2 separate regions of the Callithrix jacchus genome follow, and region 2 is linked to region 1. A link is a contact called in public Hi-C data. All regions are on one chromosome and are shown on one strand. Each heading gives the region's core, a stretch centred on a gene start, on an enhancer-like site or on the middle of the called end of the contact. The rest is flanking DNA. Distances are from core to core; before and after follow the strand shown.

Region 1 (7,449 bases), core at 2,333-4,832:
CTTTTCTTTTTTTTTTTTTTTTGAGACTTAGTTTCCCTCTTGTTGCCCAGGCTGGAGTGCAATGGTGCAATCTCAGTTCACTGCAACCTCTGGCTCCTGGGTTCAAGCGATTCTCCTGCCTCAGCCTCCCGAGTAGCTGGGATTACAGGCATGCACCATCACGCCTGGTTAATTTTGTCTTGTTAGTAGAGACGGGGTTTCACCATGTTGGCCAGGCTGGTCTTGAACTGCTGACCTCAGATGATCTGCCAGCCTCGGCCTCCCAAAGTGCTGGGATTATAGGCATGAGCCACTGTATCTAGCCTAAAACTACATTTCACCAGCCCTTGGCCCCGCCGAGGGTTCTTTCAGCTATCTGCTCATTCACTCCCTGCAGACCACAGCGTGGGCTCAAAGCCTGACCCTGAGTGTAACATTGGTGTAGTTGTGGACCTGACACCTAGTCCTTGTCCTGTCCAGTCACAGCAGGCACCAGGCCCTGGCCACATTGGAGAGGGCTCAGCACAGCCTCAGCACAAAGTGGCCCCTGCTCTTTGGTTTGCAGAGCACTCCCCAGCATGTCAATGCTGTGACAGGCGCAGGCGGTGCCTTCTGAGTCAATCTGAAGAGTGGGCTGTGGGCATGGGCTGTATCTGCCCCATTTCACAGAGAGGAGAAATTGAGGCTCAGACACAGAGCAAGTGACCTGAAGTCATACAGCTAGTGAGGGCGGAGTCAGGGCCCAAGCCTGGGGTCCTCACCTCACACTGGCTCCCACTCCCGCTGTGTCCCTGCCCCCATGTACCTACCTGACTGCGCCTTTGGCAGAGGTCGTACTGTTTGCAGGGCTGCTGGTTGTGCTCCTGCAGCTGGGGGAAGCAGTTCTGGGGTGATGTGATGCACCACGTGTCCAAGTTGGCACAGAGCTGGGGGCAACAGAGAGGACTTTACTGGAAAGTAAGGGTCTGTGGGGACAATGGGCAAACCTTTGGGGCAGGATGGATCCCAGCTGAGGACAGGAGAGGGGGAAGCCACTGAGGGCATGGGCATTCATCTACTCAAATATTGCTCGCCCTCTCTGTGCCAGTCTTGTTCTAGGCACTGGGGACACAAAAGATCTCAGACTGGAGTTGGAGAGACAGATAATAAACCAGCAAAGAATAATGGACCCTTGCAGAGCGCTTTAACAAGCTCTGAAGAGGCTAGCACTGGATGATATGACAGAGAGCGGAGGGGGTGATCAGGGAGGACTTTGAAGAAGTGGCATTTAAGCTGCTCAGTGAATGACAAGGAGGAGGTAGCAGGTAAAGTTCAAAGGGAAGGGCATTCCAGACAAAAGAAATGGTAAGTGCAAAGGTCCCAAGATGGGAAGAAGCCCGCATATTCAAGAAGCAGCAGGCAGGCCAGTGTGGCTGTAGTATGAACTACAGTTAATTCTTTGCACCATAAGAAGCCATTGGAGGCTGGATCTTAGGTGAGGAAGGGGCCAGACCCTGCCATGGAGAGCCTGGGTAATGCTGGGGGGGATGGGGTAGTGGGTGGGCAGGCAGGCAGGCAGGCAGGGAGGGAGGTCCCTGGTGTGTCTGGTGGTGGGAGGCACACAGGGTCAGGCTGACCTGTAGGACGTGGTTGATGGCTCCATCGAGCTTGGAGGCCCCGCCGGTGCCTGGGGAGGCTGTGAGACCCAACACCTGGGGCAGGGGCCGTGCCCTCTGGAGTTTAAGTTCTAGGTACTGGCTCATGATGATGTTGTAGACAGTGTCCTTGTGGGTGTGGTGGCACTCATCCACCACGATCAGAGAGAAGGCTGGGGGCACAATGGGGAAGGCTGTGACCTATGTTTGCAAAGCCCTTCCCTCCCATAAACTCTCAGGTAGCCCCCACAATAATCTAAGAATTCCTTCTTCCTTTCACAACCTGCAGCTGGGTCCCAGGAAAAAGCCAGGCACGGGTGATTTCTCTCCATTTCACAGATTAGTAAATGGAGGCTCAGCTGGGGAAGGGACTTGCCTAAGATCCTACACCATAGCCCAGCCTGTTTCTGCTAGTGTCTACCGGGGTTTTGTAAACAGGCTCCCACAAAAACTCCTACCACCTTTACTTCGGGAGGTGCCCTGGGGTTGGCGGGAGGAGGTACCCCGGGTGCATATCCTTTTTCCCCCTGCCCACGGCCCTCACCTGTGAGCTCCACGTGCTCCTCCTCCTCAGGGCTGGTTAGTGCCATCTGCAGCAGCTTTGCTGTGCAGATGAGCAGGTCATGGCACCGAGCCAGGTGGCCAAAGCCAGCACGTGGCCCCATGTCCCCACTCAGGGTTGTCATGGTCCAGCGTCCATCTAGCATGCGGCTGAACTCTTCACCATGCTGGGTCACCAGGTGCACCTGAGGGTGGAGAACAAGATGGGAAGAGAAAGCTGAATCTGGGGCCAGGGGAGTGGAGAGGAGGTAAGGTGACCCACAGGACATAGCTGGGTATTGAGCCAGGGTGGAAAGACAGGTGAGCTTAGGGATGGACACAGCAGCTCTGGAATTCTGGTGGGAACTGAGAGGTGCCTGAAGAGCTGAGACCCTGCTTGGTGGTGGGGGAGTGGGGCAGGACGGGCAGGGGCAGACCACTCACCCTGTTGACCAATACAACCACCTTGGCTCCATCCACAGTCTCTAGGTGCTGCCTGGCCACATAAGCAGCCGCCCGGGTCTTCCCAGCACCGGTGGGCAGCCAGATGATGATATTCTTGCCCTCCAGGGCAGGCGTGATCACCTCCTGTTGGTAGGGTCGCAACTCCATTCTGGGAATAGCAGGAGACTCAGACCCACTGGCCCCTCCACCCCTCCCAACTCCTGGCCAGACCAGGCTGTGCCGAGACTTTCCTTTTGCCCAGGACTCCACCCCACTTGAGGGAGGTGGGGAAGGACACCCTCAAAACCCATCAGTAGCCTGCTCCATCAAAAAGCGGGAGCTGGAGTAACACAGGTTACACCTGCCCCCTGCTCAGCCCAGCTCTCACCTGTTCTACCGTGTAAGCTTGCCCAGGGCGGCCCTTCTTCGCTCAGCTCAGAGATCTGAAATGGAAATGGAAATGGAAACTGAAACTGAGGGGAGGAGCCAGCTGAGCCGACTTAGGAATCTCCCATCCCTGCCCCAAGAAAAAGAATCAAGAAGATAAAGAACGCTTTGTGCTGATAGTCATCACCAACTGCCAACAGTCGTCACCAACTGCCGCAAGTACAAAGCCTGAACGGCGAGTACGGCCACTGCGCCAACGCCACCTCCCTTGCTAGGGCCACAGCTCCATTCTGGGAATAGCAGGGGACTCAGACCCACTGGCCCCTCCACTCATCCCACTCCTGGCCAGACCCGTCCATGCAGAGACCTCCCTTTGCCCAGGACTCCACCCTACTTGAGGGAGGTGGGGCAGGACACCCTCAGAACCCATCAGGAGCCTGCTCTGGCCAAAAGGTGGGGGTAGGAGTAACACAAGCTACACCTGCCCCCTGCCCAGCCCAGGTCTCACCTGCTCCATCAGATAGGCCTTAGCTCAGCCTCGTGCCTGGCCTGGTGCCACTGTGCTCAGCAGAGAGAGCAGAGATCGGATATGGAAACTGAAATTGAGGGGAGGAGCCAGATGAGCTGACTCAGGAAAACTCCCATCCTGCCCCAAGAAAAAGAATAGGGTGTGCTAACAGGGAAGTATTCTCACTGTTACGGGATCCTCTACCCTCTGGCCCTTTTCGCAGTTAGTTGTAACCACAGCTACCCAGGTTAAGGTTAAGGCAGCGGGTTCTGACCCGTTGCCCTGGCATCTGGATCAGGAGCAGCTTGGAGGAGGAAGGGTGGGCGGCTATAGCCAGGCAGGACCCATCACCCTAGGAGCACAGGACCAGGTCTGAGGCTTGCTGGGGAGGGCAGCCTCAAGCTTGTAAGAGATCATTGAGGGCAAAGGCGAGCCTAAGGCTGGAGTATACCAAAGAAACAATCACACACAGAAATAAAAAGAGCTTTATTGTTCCCTCTGAGGGATTAATGCCAGGGAGTGAATGGTCCCATACCCTCCAGCCCGGGGGGAGGCTGACAGAACAGTGCCAGGCAAGGTATGCCCCCTCCAGTCCAAGCTGGACTTCCAACCCCTGCAGCAATCACTCAAGCTAAAACAAGCAGTCCTGGTCCTCGGGGAAACAGCCACCTGGGCCAGGCCCAGGACTCCAAGCCTTCACAGCTCTTAGGGAACAGGTCTGGGGGCCACCAGGGTTGGGCAAGGTCCATCCCCGGCCAACAGCCACTCTAGAGGAGCTGGGCCCAGACCCAGGAGACCGCTCACACACACACAGTGATGGCTGGGACAGAGCTGCAGGCTTGGGGGTGCCCGAAGGTCCAGAGAGGGCTGCAGGATTGGGGCCGCAGGGCCCCTGGCTGGAGTGTCTCAAGCTGAGTTGGGTCCATGGGGCCAGGGCACCCCCTAAGAATCAGATCAGAATCTGAGGTGGAGACGTTCCAGGTCACGGCTGCGGCCCAAAGCTGGGGCCTACTTGTCAATGAGCCCTCCCTCCTTGAGCTTGAAGTAGAAGAACTTCTCCAGGGCGCTGGCACAGCGGCAGTACTCGCTGTCGGGAGGGTTGTATTCGCGGCAGTTGGCAATGACCCGCTGCAGGTCGGCCACAAAGAGCTTCCGGGTCACGTAGTAGCGGCTTCGCAGGCGCTCAGTCATGGTCTTTAGGTCTGGGGCAGCAGGAGACGGAGCACAGCTTTAAGAGGCTGAGGGCTGCGGCAGGGCTGTCCGCCGGGGTGGGCCCCATGGGGCTGCAGGATGCAGTGAGGGCAGGAGCAGGTGTGGGGACAGAAGAGGAGTGCAGGGCATGGAATGGAGGGTCCTCACCAATGGGGAAGCGGATGACCTCGTAGTAGTCAGGGGCCTCCGATTTCTTCACGGGCTCCATGAAGGGCCAGGCACTGGGGTGCGACTAGAGAGAAGAGCCCAGCTGGGGACAGCCCTGCTGTACCCGCACCAGCCCGAGACCACCAGCCACCCCACACTGCATCAAAAGGCCACAGTCATTGGTGCAGGGGCCCTGGAAGGGAAACCCACTCTCCTCACCTTGATTTGGGCCAGCAGGTTTTTGAGAGTTGTGTAGAGCTGGTCGGGGTCCTTCAGCTCCTTCCTGGGGCAAGAGACACCAAGTCTGAGGCTCCCAGTCCCTCTGCCCTGCCCCCAACCCAGCTCTCTTGACAAAACACTCACCCCTTCTCCTTCCCCAGTGGCTTCCAGCCCGTCTCTCCTGCAAAGTGGGGAGGGGGAGAACATCCCTGAGAATGTCAGTCCACACCCCAAGCAGTGTGCCCCCCAACCCCTACCCCGAAACCAAGACCCCTGCTTACGAATGCCAGGGACGCTCTCCACAGGGATCTGCCTCACGCCCTCCTTGAAGCAGCTGAGCCCCGGGTAGACCTTGCGGATCTGGGCCTGTTTGCGTTCAATCAGCTTCTTGATGATCTGAGGGGAGGAAGGGTCTGAGGGGCAACTCCAGCCCCAGACAGGGGCCTCTAGGGGCCATGGTCGGAGCCATCAGCTGCACCCACCTGGCTGCAACACCACCTAATCCAGCACCTTCCCTCATTACTTCCCCAAAAGAGGCAGAGCAAGAACAAAGATCCCTGCCTGTGCCCTCCTCACACACACACGCATGTACACGTGGTCTAGGTCTACACACATGCGCTGGCCCTCCGCAGGCACATTCATGAAAATCCCACAGATGCGCACACCACCTCTTTCTGCTTCTTGATGATGTGGGACAGCTCCGTGTAGGGGATTCGGGGATTCAGCTCACACTCCATCAGTGTCGCTCCCTCGTAGTCCTTAATGTAGCCCAGGTAGCGGCTCTTGGGCACCTTGATGTCTTTGGAGAAGCCCTGGGGGATGGATGGTCATGACCCAGTCCATCTGTAAGTATTTCCCACCTTCTGCAGTCCCTCCCTGGGAGCACCAGTGGTGCTTGCCATGTGCCACCTCCCGATCCTGAACCTCCTTCTGGGGCACTGTGAGGCTTCAAACTGTCCCTGGAAAGGTCCCAGGTCATCGTCTGCTCCCAACTCATCCCCAAGAGTCCCCCAGTTCCTCCAGCCTGCTCTACTGGCCCCACAGGCCCCCATTCTCTCCTGGGGCAGCGGCAGCAGAGGAAGGAAGGATGGCATGGAGACTTCCCTGGCAGGTGTCAGATGAAACAGGGGACGCAAAGGGACTCCTACTTCATCAGACAGAATGATCCCAGGCTCCAGGCAAAGGACGGGTGTGGGGCGAGGCCACAGGTCACCTGCTTTTTGAAGTAGCCAATGGCGTACTCGTCGGCGTAGGTGAGGAAGTAGAGAATGTTGTGCTTGATGTGATACTCCTTCAGATGGTTCATCAGGTGGGTCCCATAACCCTGTGGGGTAGGGGAGCAGGACTCACCAGGAGCAGAGGATGGGCCTGGTGCTGGAGAGCGCTCAGAGCCCACAGTGGACAGGGCAGAATGAAAAGGAGGTAGGGAGAGCAAGAGCATCCAGGCACAAGGAAGAAAGGCAGCTGGCAGAGGAAGGAGAGTTTATGGGGAGAAAGGGAAGGCTGCGAGCTAAGCTCACTCTGGGTCAGGTGCAGTACTTGCTGTTTTACAGACCAATTCTCAAATTAACCCAAGAGGCGAGTATTACCACCTCTATTTTATAGAAGAGAAAACTGAAACTCAGCTACCTTAGGTAATGTGTTGACGGTCAGGCTGCCAGCCATGGCCCAAACACAACAAGAGCCACTGATGCCCAGTCCTCGGGCCTCAGAGTCAGGGGAAAAGGGAGAGGGAATCACCAGTGGCAGGAGCAGGAGCAATGCCTCCCACAAATCAGGGCCAACGACGCACCACGCAGCTCTGGGGTACGTGACACAAAGAACCAGACAGAGACCCTTCAAGTGGGTCTGTTGTGACCAAGGACAGAAGCCAAGACTATCAGCACAGGGCTACTGTAACAATTATTAGTTGAGCTGGGAGCAGTGGCTCACGCCTACAATCCCAGCACTTTGGGAGGCCAAGGCAGGAGAATCACAAGGTCAGGAGCTGAAGACCAGCCTAAGCAACATGGCGAAACCCAGTCTCTACCAAAAATCCAAAAATTAGCCAGGTGTAGTGGTGCGCGCCTGTCGTCCCAGCTACTTGGGAGGCAGAGGCAGGAGGATCACTTGAGCCTGGGAAGTAGAGGCTGCAGTGAGCCACGATCTGCATTCTGGCCTGGGTGACAGAGACCCTGTCTCAAAAAATAAAAATAAATAAAATAATGCATTCCCCATGTATGTAAATGTTCTTGTGATGAAGAAAACCCACGTCCACAGGTGCACCGAAGTGTGGCTGCTTCTCGGGCTCCGTTTGGGAACAGGTGGTTTCCTAATCCGGTTATTAAAGTACGGCTGCCACCTTGTGGGGATGTGAGGAACTGGCCGCTAACTAAGAGG
Region 2 (7,449 bases), core at 2,933-5,432, 140 kb before region 1:
ACCTCGGCCTCCCAAAATGCTGGGATTACAGGTGTGAGACATCGTGCTCGGCAACAGCCCTTTATTATCCAGCAGCTGCTCTGTGGTGGCTGGACCCCCTCAGAGGGACTCTGTCACCGCCCCCACGTGGTCTTCGAGCCGCTCTGAGAAGCCACAGGAGCAACAGCTGCTGGCAGGGAAGCAGCGGACTCTCCAGTCTCCCCCACCCTGACCTGCGTCCTTGCGCCTGCAGAACTGCTGGGCATTTCCCTCTCACAACAGCAGGTGGCAGCATTGCATCTGTTTTCACCTCCAAAGTGCTGTGACCCCTGAGACCCGAGACCCTCTGCAGGCACCTCAGTAACTAGTGGTTTCCAGGAAGATAATGTAAGGGAGATAGAGAAGGGGATGTGAGTTTTCTCCATACCTGATAAAAAACATTTAGGAGCAAGGATCTCTTTGCTTGTAAAATAGCTCTCTAGCTGAACTTTTTGTTAGTAGCCTGTATTTTTTTAAAATAGGAAACCTATCTTTTTTCCTATGTTCTATACTTTCATAGGAAAGCTCCCAACAAAAAAGGAATGTGCTTCCCAGGGACAAAGAGAAGGTGTCAGAATGAAGATGCTGGAGAAAACCCTGCTGTCATTTTCCAGCACCTATGCTACTTCTTGTAGGGAAAAGAGAAGATGCTCTGGGGTCAGACTGTCCTGGGTTCAGATTCTGTCTCTGCCATTTGTTACTTGCAGCGTGACTACTCTGTGATTTCCTTTCTTTTTTTTTCTTTGTTTTCTTTTTTTTTTTCTGAGACAGAGTCTCGCTCTGTCACCCAATCTCCACTCACTGCAACCTCTGCCTCCCGAGTTCAAATAATTCTCCTGCCTCAGCCTCCTGAGTAGCTGGGATTACAGGTGGCCACCACCATGCCCAGCTCAATTTTTGTATTGTTAGTAGAGACAGGGTTTTACCATGTTGACTAGGCTAGTCTCGAACTCCTGACCTCAGGTGATCCTACCTCAGCCTTCCAAAGTGCTAGGATTACAGGGGGTGAGTCACCACACCTTTTTTTTTTTTAAATGGAGTCTCCCTCTGCCACCCAGGCTGGAGTGCAGTGGCACAATCTCGGCTCACTACAGCCTCTGTCTCCCAGGTTCAAGTGATTCTCCTGCCCTAGCCTCCTGAGTAGCTGGGACTGCAGGATCACACCACTGTACCTGGCTAATTTTTTTCTTTTTTTTGAGACAAGAGTTTTGCTTGTTGCCCAGGATGGAGTGCAATGGCACAATTGTGGCTCACTGCAATCCCCACCTCCCAGGTTCAAGTGATTCTCCTGCCTCAGCCTCCCGAGTAGCTGGGATTACGGGTACCTGCCACCATGCCCAGCTTATTTTTATTTATTTTCTTTTTGAGATGGAGTTTTGCTCGTTGCCCAGGCTGGAGTGCAGTGACACGATCTCGGCTCACTGCACCCTCTGCCTCCCAGGTTCAAGTGAGTCTCGGACTACAGGCACGCGCCACCATGCCCTGCTAATTTTTTGTAGCTTTAGTAGAGACGGGGTTTCACCATGTTGACCAGGATGGTCTTGATATCTTGACCTCGTGATCCACCCGCCTTGGCCTCCCAAAGTGCTGGGATTACAGGCGTGAGCCACTGCGCCCGGCTATTTTTGTATTTTTAGTAGAGACGGGGTTTCACCTTTTTGGTGAGGCTGGTCTCAAACTCCTGACCTCAAGTGATCTACCTGCCTTGGCCTCCCAAAGAGCTGGGATTACTGTGGCCGGGAACCACAGTGCCCGGCCATGTAATTTCTATCTATCAGTCTCAGGTCCCTTGACTGCAAACTCAAATCAATGACACTGCGCATTTTCATGATGACCAGATGGGATAAGCTATACAGCCCTCACATGATGCGTAGGACGGAGCTGGGCTCAGTCAATGATGGTTCACTTTCTCTGCTTTTGGAAAGGTGCGCTGTCACACCAATTTAAAGAGCTGGTGAGAACAGTCATTTTCAGTGCCTCTCCCTCATCTGCTTCTCAAAAGCACAGGCCTCCACAGAGATGAACAACTTCTTTCTTTTTTTCTTTTATGGAGACAGGTCTCACTCTGTCACTCAGGCTGGAGCACAGTGGCTCAATTTTGGCTCACTGCAGCCTCAACCTCTTGGGCTCCAGGGATTCTTCTACCTTAGCCTCTGGGTAGCTGGGACCACAGGCACCAACCACCACGCCTTGCTTATTTTTTGTATTTTTAGTACAGATAGGGTCTTACTGTGTCATCCAGGCTCGTCTGGAACTCCTGGCCTCAAGGGATCCACCTGCCTCAGCCTCCCAAAGTGCTGGGACTACAGGTGTGAGCCACTGCCCCCGGCCTGACATGAATAAACTTTTATGTTTCTTCCCTCCTTTCTCTTGTTTTTCAGAAGCTTCACTGTATGAAGATAGAACAGTAATAACAACAGAGGAGGACAGGAGGAGAGAGAGAGATGAGCCCGAGAAGGTGGTACAGCAGTGGGACCATTTTGAGGATGAGAAAGAGACGGATGAGGACGATGAGGCTTTTGCTCTGCAGAGTACAACAAGCGGACAGCACAGAGTGGAAGCAGGAAAAGCCAGAAGCAATTTGGGAGAAGTTGCCAAGGGCCTGTCAGGAGAATTAGGCACGAGATCAGAAGAAACAGGCAGGAAGCTACTAGAAGCTGACAGAAGAGAATCAAGAGAAATTTACAGGAGGTCTTCAGGAGAATTAGACCAAAGACTCTCAGGAGAATTCAGCAGACAGGAACCAGAAGGACTAAAGGAACTTTCAGAAGTTGGCAGAAGAGAGCCAGAAGAACTGGAAAAAACACAATTGGGAGAAATAGGAGAAATGAAAAAAACAGAAAATGAGATGAAAAAAGGAATATGAATGAAACCATCGGTAGGGATGAGGATCAGGAAGCTGGTGTCCAGAGGGATCATCGGATCTGATTAAACTGGATTTTCAAGCAATTTATCTGTAATAGGAAAAATGAGGGTTACACTTCTGCTGCTTTCTGTCACTGTTTTACCATTAAATAAGTGTCTTTCACTCTTGCAAACCCTGAGTCTGTCACTTTGCCTTTTCACCCCCAACCACTCTCAGAAGAGCCTCCTGGAAGAATCGAGAAAGGTGCTAAGAAGAAAGGGTTTCAGGAGGGTGAGCTTCAGGGAATGATAAGTCACAGGGAGGAGAAGAGGGGAAGGCCTGTGGCTTGGCTCAGACACAGAGGTGCTTCCCTGACACCCACGACTGGCTGAGTCCCTCCAGTGCTTAGGACACCAGCACGCTTTACAGATGGAACAATGTTGGGGTGGTCCCAGCTATCCAGGTGGGAGAATGCCCCAAGTCAGAACCAAGAGAATGCTGGGGCTGAGGCCAAAGAACAGGGCAGTAGCCTGGGAGTCGGAAGGGCAGGCAGACTCTGCCTCTGACACCTCTGGGTGGCACAATCAGGTAAATCAGGCTCTCCAAGCTTGCCTCTGTGAATAATGGGATGCTTGCCTTGGGTTGCTGCGAAGACTGAGCGCTTAGCACAGCACCTGGTACACAGGAAACTCAAAAGTCCAACCGAGCTCCCCGTGGCTTCACAGAGGATGTGGCATCTCAGAGGATGTTAGGGTTTCACTCCGTTACTTAACTGCCCCTTGGCTACTGCCATCCTGGTCTGTCTCCACAACTCCTAGAAGGAAGGGTAGGGGCTGAGACTGACTTTCGGCTGGCACAGGGCCCGGACTAGTGAGGCCAGTGAGCCATTTCAGATGCAGCGTTTACCGTGGTGTCAGTAACCTGCATGATAATACTTTAATCCAATATGGTAAAAAAATTTTCGATTAATGCAAAAGTCCATGATGAATAAAATATCAAAACTTAAGGACAGAATCCGACCTTGCACAACTCACTCACTTCCAGCTAATCCACGGGAGCGGGGAGGGTGACCGAGTTACCCCTCAACACGCAGAAGGAAGCGGCCGCCCAGTTGGCGGTCACAGTGGGTGGGTGCGCGCGGGGGCGAAGGCGCGCGCAGGGTCGGGACCCGGGGCGGGTGGGCGCGCAGGGGGCGGGGTCCGCCGGAGCTCCCGCGCGTGGCGGGAGTTTCGGGTTTCGATTCGCCGCGCCTGCGCGCAGAGGGGCCGTCCCGCTCCGCCCACCGGGCTATGTAAAGCGGCCGGGTTCGGGTCGCGCCACAGCCGGACTGCCGCGTCCCTCCGCGTAGGCGGGCGGCCCCAGAGCGCTGGTGCCGGCAGAGGCGGCGGCGACGGCGGCGCCCCTCCTCATCATGGTGAGCGGCCGGGCGGGGCTGGGCACGGGGTAGCACCGGAGCGGGAAACGAGTGTCGGCGCCCGTTTTGCAAACCAGGACCCGGGGCTTCCGGCTCGACTGCCAGTTTTCTTGGTACTCGGGGAAGCCCGGAGGTCGGTGAGAAGCGGGGTTACTTTCGGGGCCCGGAGAGGCCGCTGGGGAGGGAAACGGTGGCGTTTCTGAGGAGGGGAAACGAAGAAGCTGCTGCGCCCCTGGGAGCCCCAGCTGGCGGGTGGGCCTGGGCCGGGGGCTGCGGGAGCCCGGGAGCTGCTCCCGACCCCGCTCAGTCCTGCGCTGGGGCAACCGTTTCGCGCCCGCACCCCGGGCCACGTCTCTTCACACGGAACAGCTGCCCCGCGCCCGGGTGCGCGCGGGAGGCGGAGCCAGTTCAGAGGAGGAGACGCTTTACAGTAAAAGCTGCTGTCTCTTGTGGCTTCTAGCAGACAGGAAAACAAGTAGCTCCGAGAGGGGCTGCTGACACACAGCACGGTGGCGGTCAGAGCTGGACCCAATTGCAGGTGCCCTGTGCTGCCCCGGCCTGGGCAGGCACAAAGACCACGACTTTGTGGGGCCGGGAGGGGGCAGAGGAGGAGGTGGCAGGCTCGGTGAAAGAGGGCCTTTGTCCAGAGCGCTCCTGCCCTGCCCCCCACCAGCCTTTCTGTGGGACCATTGTCCCCGCATCCCAGACAAGAGAGTATTATCTGTTGCGGCCATTGTTGGGGGAAGGGAGACAGTCTTGGGGTAACCCTTCTCCACTCCCAGCCCTTCTCTGTGCACTCAGCCGGGGCAGCTGTGGCTTGGCCCAGAAACAGAGACCCCCCACCTCCAAAGAGGGCGTCCTTAGTAGGTGCCAAGCATATAAGAGCGAGGCCAATCCCAACCCGCAGGCTCCCGGCGCGCCTTGCATGCCTCCAGCACGTTTTCCTTTCCGAGGTGGCAGCAATGGGGAGAGCGCGCGCTTAGCAGAGCTTCAGACAGGCTTCCCTCTCCCTCCTCCACGACCAGAAGCGGACAGGTGCTCCCGGGAAAGGGACAAAGGTCCAGCACTGCCTCGCTTGGGAAGGCGTCCACAACCAGGCCAGGGACTAGGGGTGCGAGGCTGGCGGGGAGCCCGCGAAGGTCCTGGGCTGACATTTCTTCCCCTCCTTACACAGAACAGAGGCTTCTCCCGAAAAAGCCACACATTCCTACCCAAGATCTTCTTCCGCAAGATGTCATCCTCAGGGGCCAAGGACAAGCCTGAGCTGCAGTTTCCCTTCCTTCAGGATGAGGACACGGTGGCCACGCTGCAAGAGTGCAAGACGCTCTTCATCTTGCGCGGCCTGCCAGGAAGCGGCAAGTCCACGCTGGCACGGGTCATCGTAGACAAGTACCGTGATGGCACCAAGATGGTGTCGGCTGATGCTTACAAGATCACCCCCGGCGCTCGAGGAGCCTTCTCCGAGGAGTACAAGCGGCTGGATGAGGACCTGGCTGCCTACTGCCGCCGCCGGGACATCAGAATTCTTGTGCTAGATGACACCAACCACGAGCGGGAACGGCTGGAGCAGCTCTTTGAAATGGCCGACCAGTACCAGTACCAGGTGGTGCTGGTGGAGCCCAAGACAGCGTGGCGGCTGGACTGTGCCCAGCTCAAGGAGAAGAACCAGTGGCAGCTGTCGGCTGATGACCTGAAGAAGCTGAAGCCTGGGCTGGAGAAGGACTTCCTGCCGCTCTACTTCGGCTGGTTCCTGACCAAGAAGAGCTCCGAGATACTCCGAAAAGTGGGCCAGGTCTTCCAGGAAGAGCTGGGGAACCACAAGGCCTTCAAGAAGGAGTCGCGACACTGTAGGTGGTGGGGTCGGGCCTTAATCGTAAGCCCACCTTGCGGGGCACAGGGCTCTGTGGGCATAGGACCATCATTGTACTCATGAGGATGAGGCACGAAGCACAGGAGGCAGAGGGAGGCTCAACGGGAGGGGGCGGGGCAAGCGGGGCGTCCCAGTGGTGGCTTGGGGAGTTGGCAGCACAGTGGGGCTTCCCAGAGTGCCTTTCCTCCCACCACACCTTTCCTTCTGGGACTCTTCTCTCCACCTCCGTCCTCCCAGCCTGGAGCTAGACCACTGTCTTACTGTCTTATCTTGGAGGTGGGAAAAACAAATTACTGTAGTAACAGGAGATACGACCTCTTCTAACTTAACCTTGGAGAATCCAGCCCAGTGTTTTCCAACTCATTTTTAGCAGCAGAATCGTGTTCCCCCCCACACACAAAAATGACATGAAATATTGTGGCTTCACTGGGGATGGTTCTCAGGCCTTGGGCTATTTGATTTACTCATAGGTTTGTGGCATGTTACAGCTTCAGAGGACATGAGTCTCATACCTACACCAAAAGCCCTGTCTTCAGATGGGAACACAGGCCCAGGAGGGATGTGGGATTTAAGGGCTGGAACCCTGGACTCTGGCCACTCTAGCAGGGTTCTCTCTTGGCATGGGCTTTTTGGGTTTGGGATAAAAACAGGTCCCAGTGGCTCTCCTGCAGTGGCCTGTTGGATAACTGTCACCCACAAATCCGTCTATATTGCCTTTAGGCCATTTCTGGTTGCCCCCAATTTTAGTTGTTTATTTAGACACAGGGTCTTGCTCTGTTGCCCAGGTGGGAGTGCAGTGGTGTGATCTCGGCTCACTGCAACCTCCACCTCCCAGGTTCAAGCAGTTCTCCTACTTCAACCTCCCAAGTAGTTGGGACTACAGGTGTGTACCACCACCATGCCTGGCTAATTTTTGTATTTTGAGTAGAGACAGGGTTTCATCATGTTGGCCAGGCTGGTCACGAACTGCTGACCTCAGGTAATCCAGTCACCTTGGCCTCCCAAAGTGCTGGATTACAGGCATGAGCCACTGTGCCCAGCTGCCCCCAATTTTAGATGATCTTCATACCTGAAATAGCCCCACTCTGGTTTGTTGACATTGTGTATATTGCACAGAAGCAGGGAATTTGTGCCTGTGTGGGTTCTCAGATAACTTTTTTCTCAGTTCCTAAACTTGAGCTGTAGTATTTGCAGTGATATCATCCAGGAGCAAGCCCTGTACCTGTGAGCTGGTGGCTCTGTCCTAGAATGACTGCTGCTCAAAGTTGCTTTTACTTTTATTTTTTAACTGATTTTGAGACA

The links. A called contact is a pair of places that touch in the nucleus more often than the background predicts.
Region 2: a Hi-C map of skeletal muscle shows a contact between it and region 1, with 7 times the contacts expected there. The contact joins the promoter of CNP here to the promoter of DHX58 in region 1. A contact is called at or near these places in 3 of 3 Hi-C or Micro-C datasets (induced pluripotent stem cells and skeletal muscle).

The regions. Positions count from the first base shown.
Region 1 is chr5:91,116,527-91,123,975 of calJac240_pri, reverse strand. It overlaps DHX58 (DExH-box helicase 58), which reads right to left and starts at 3,582. Exons shown (of 14, transcript XM_078373588.1): 1 at 3,493-3,582; 2 at 2,986-3,040; 3 at 2,598-2,741; 4 at 2,158-2,359; 5 at 1,596-1,786; 6 at 789-905. The coding sequence starts at 2,320. It overlaps KAT2A (lysine acetyltransferase 2A), which reads right to left. Exons shown (of 18, transcript XR_013535667.1): 12 at 6,284-6,394; 13 at 5,684-5,882; 14 at 5,352-5,466; 15 at 5,215-5,251; 16 at 5,071-5,134; 17 at 4,852-4,936; 18 at 3,964-4,694.
Region 2 is chr5:91,258,773-91,266,221 of calJac240_pri, reverse strand. CNP (2',3'-cyclic nucleotide 3' phosphodiesterase) reads left to right here and starts at 4,182. Exons shown (of 4, transcript XM_035300525.3): 1 at 4,182-4,410; 2 at 5,452-6,124. The coding sequence starts at 5,509. ODAD4 (outer dynein arm docking complex subunit 4) reads left to right here. Exons shown (of 12, transcript XM_035300514.3): 12 at 2,400-3,056. The coding sequence ends at 2,884.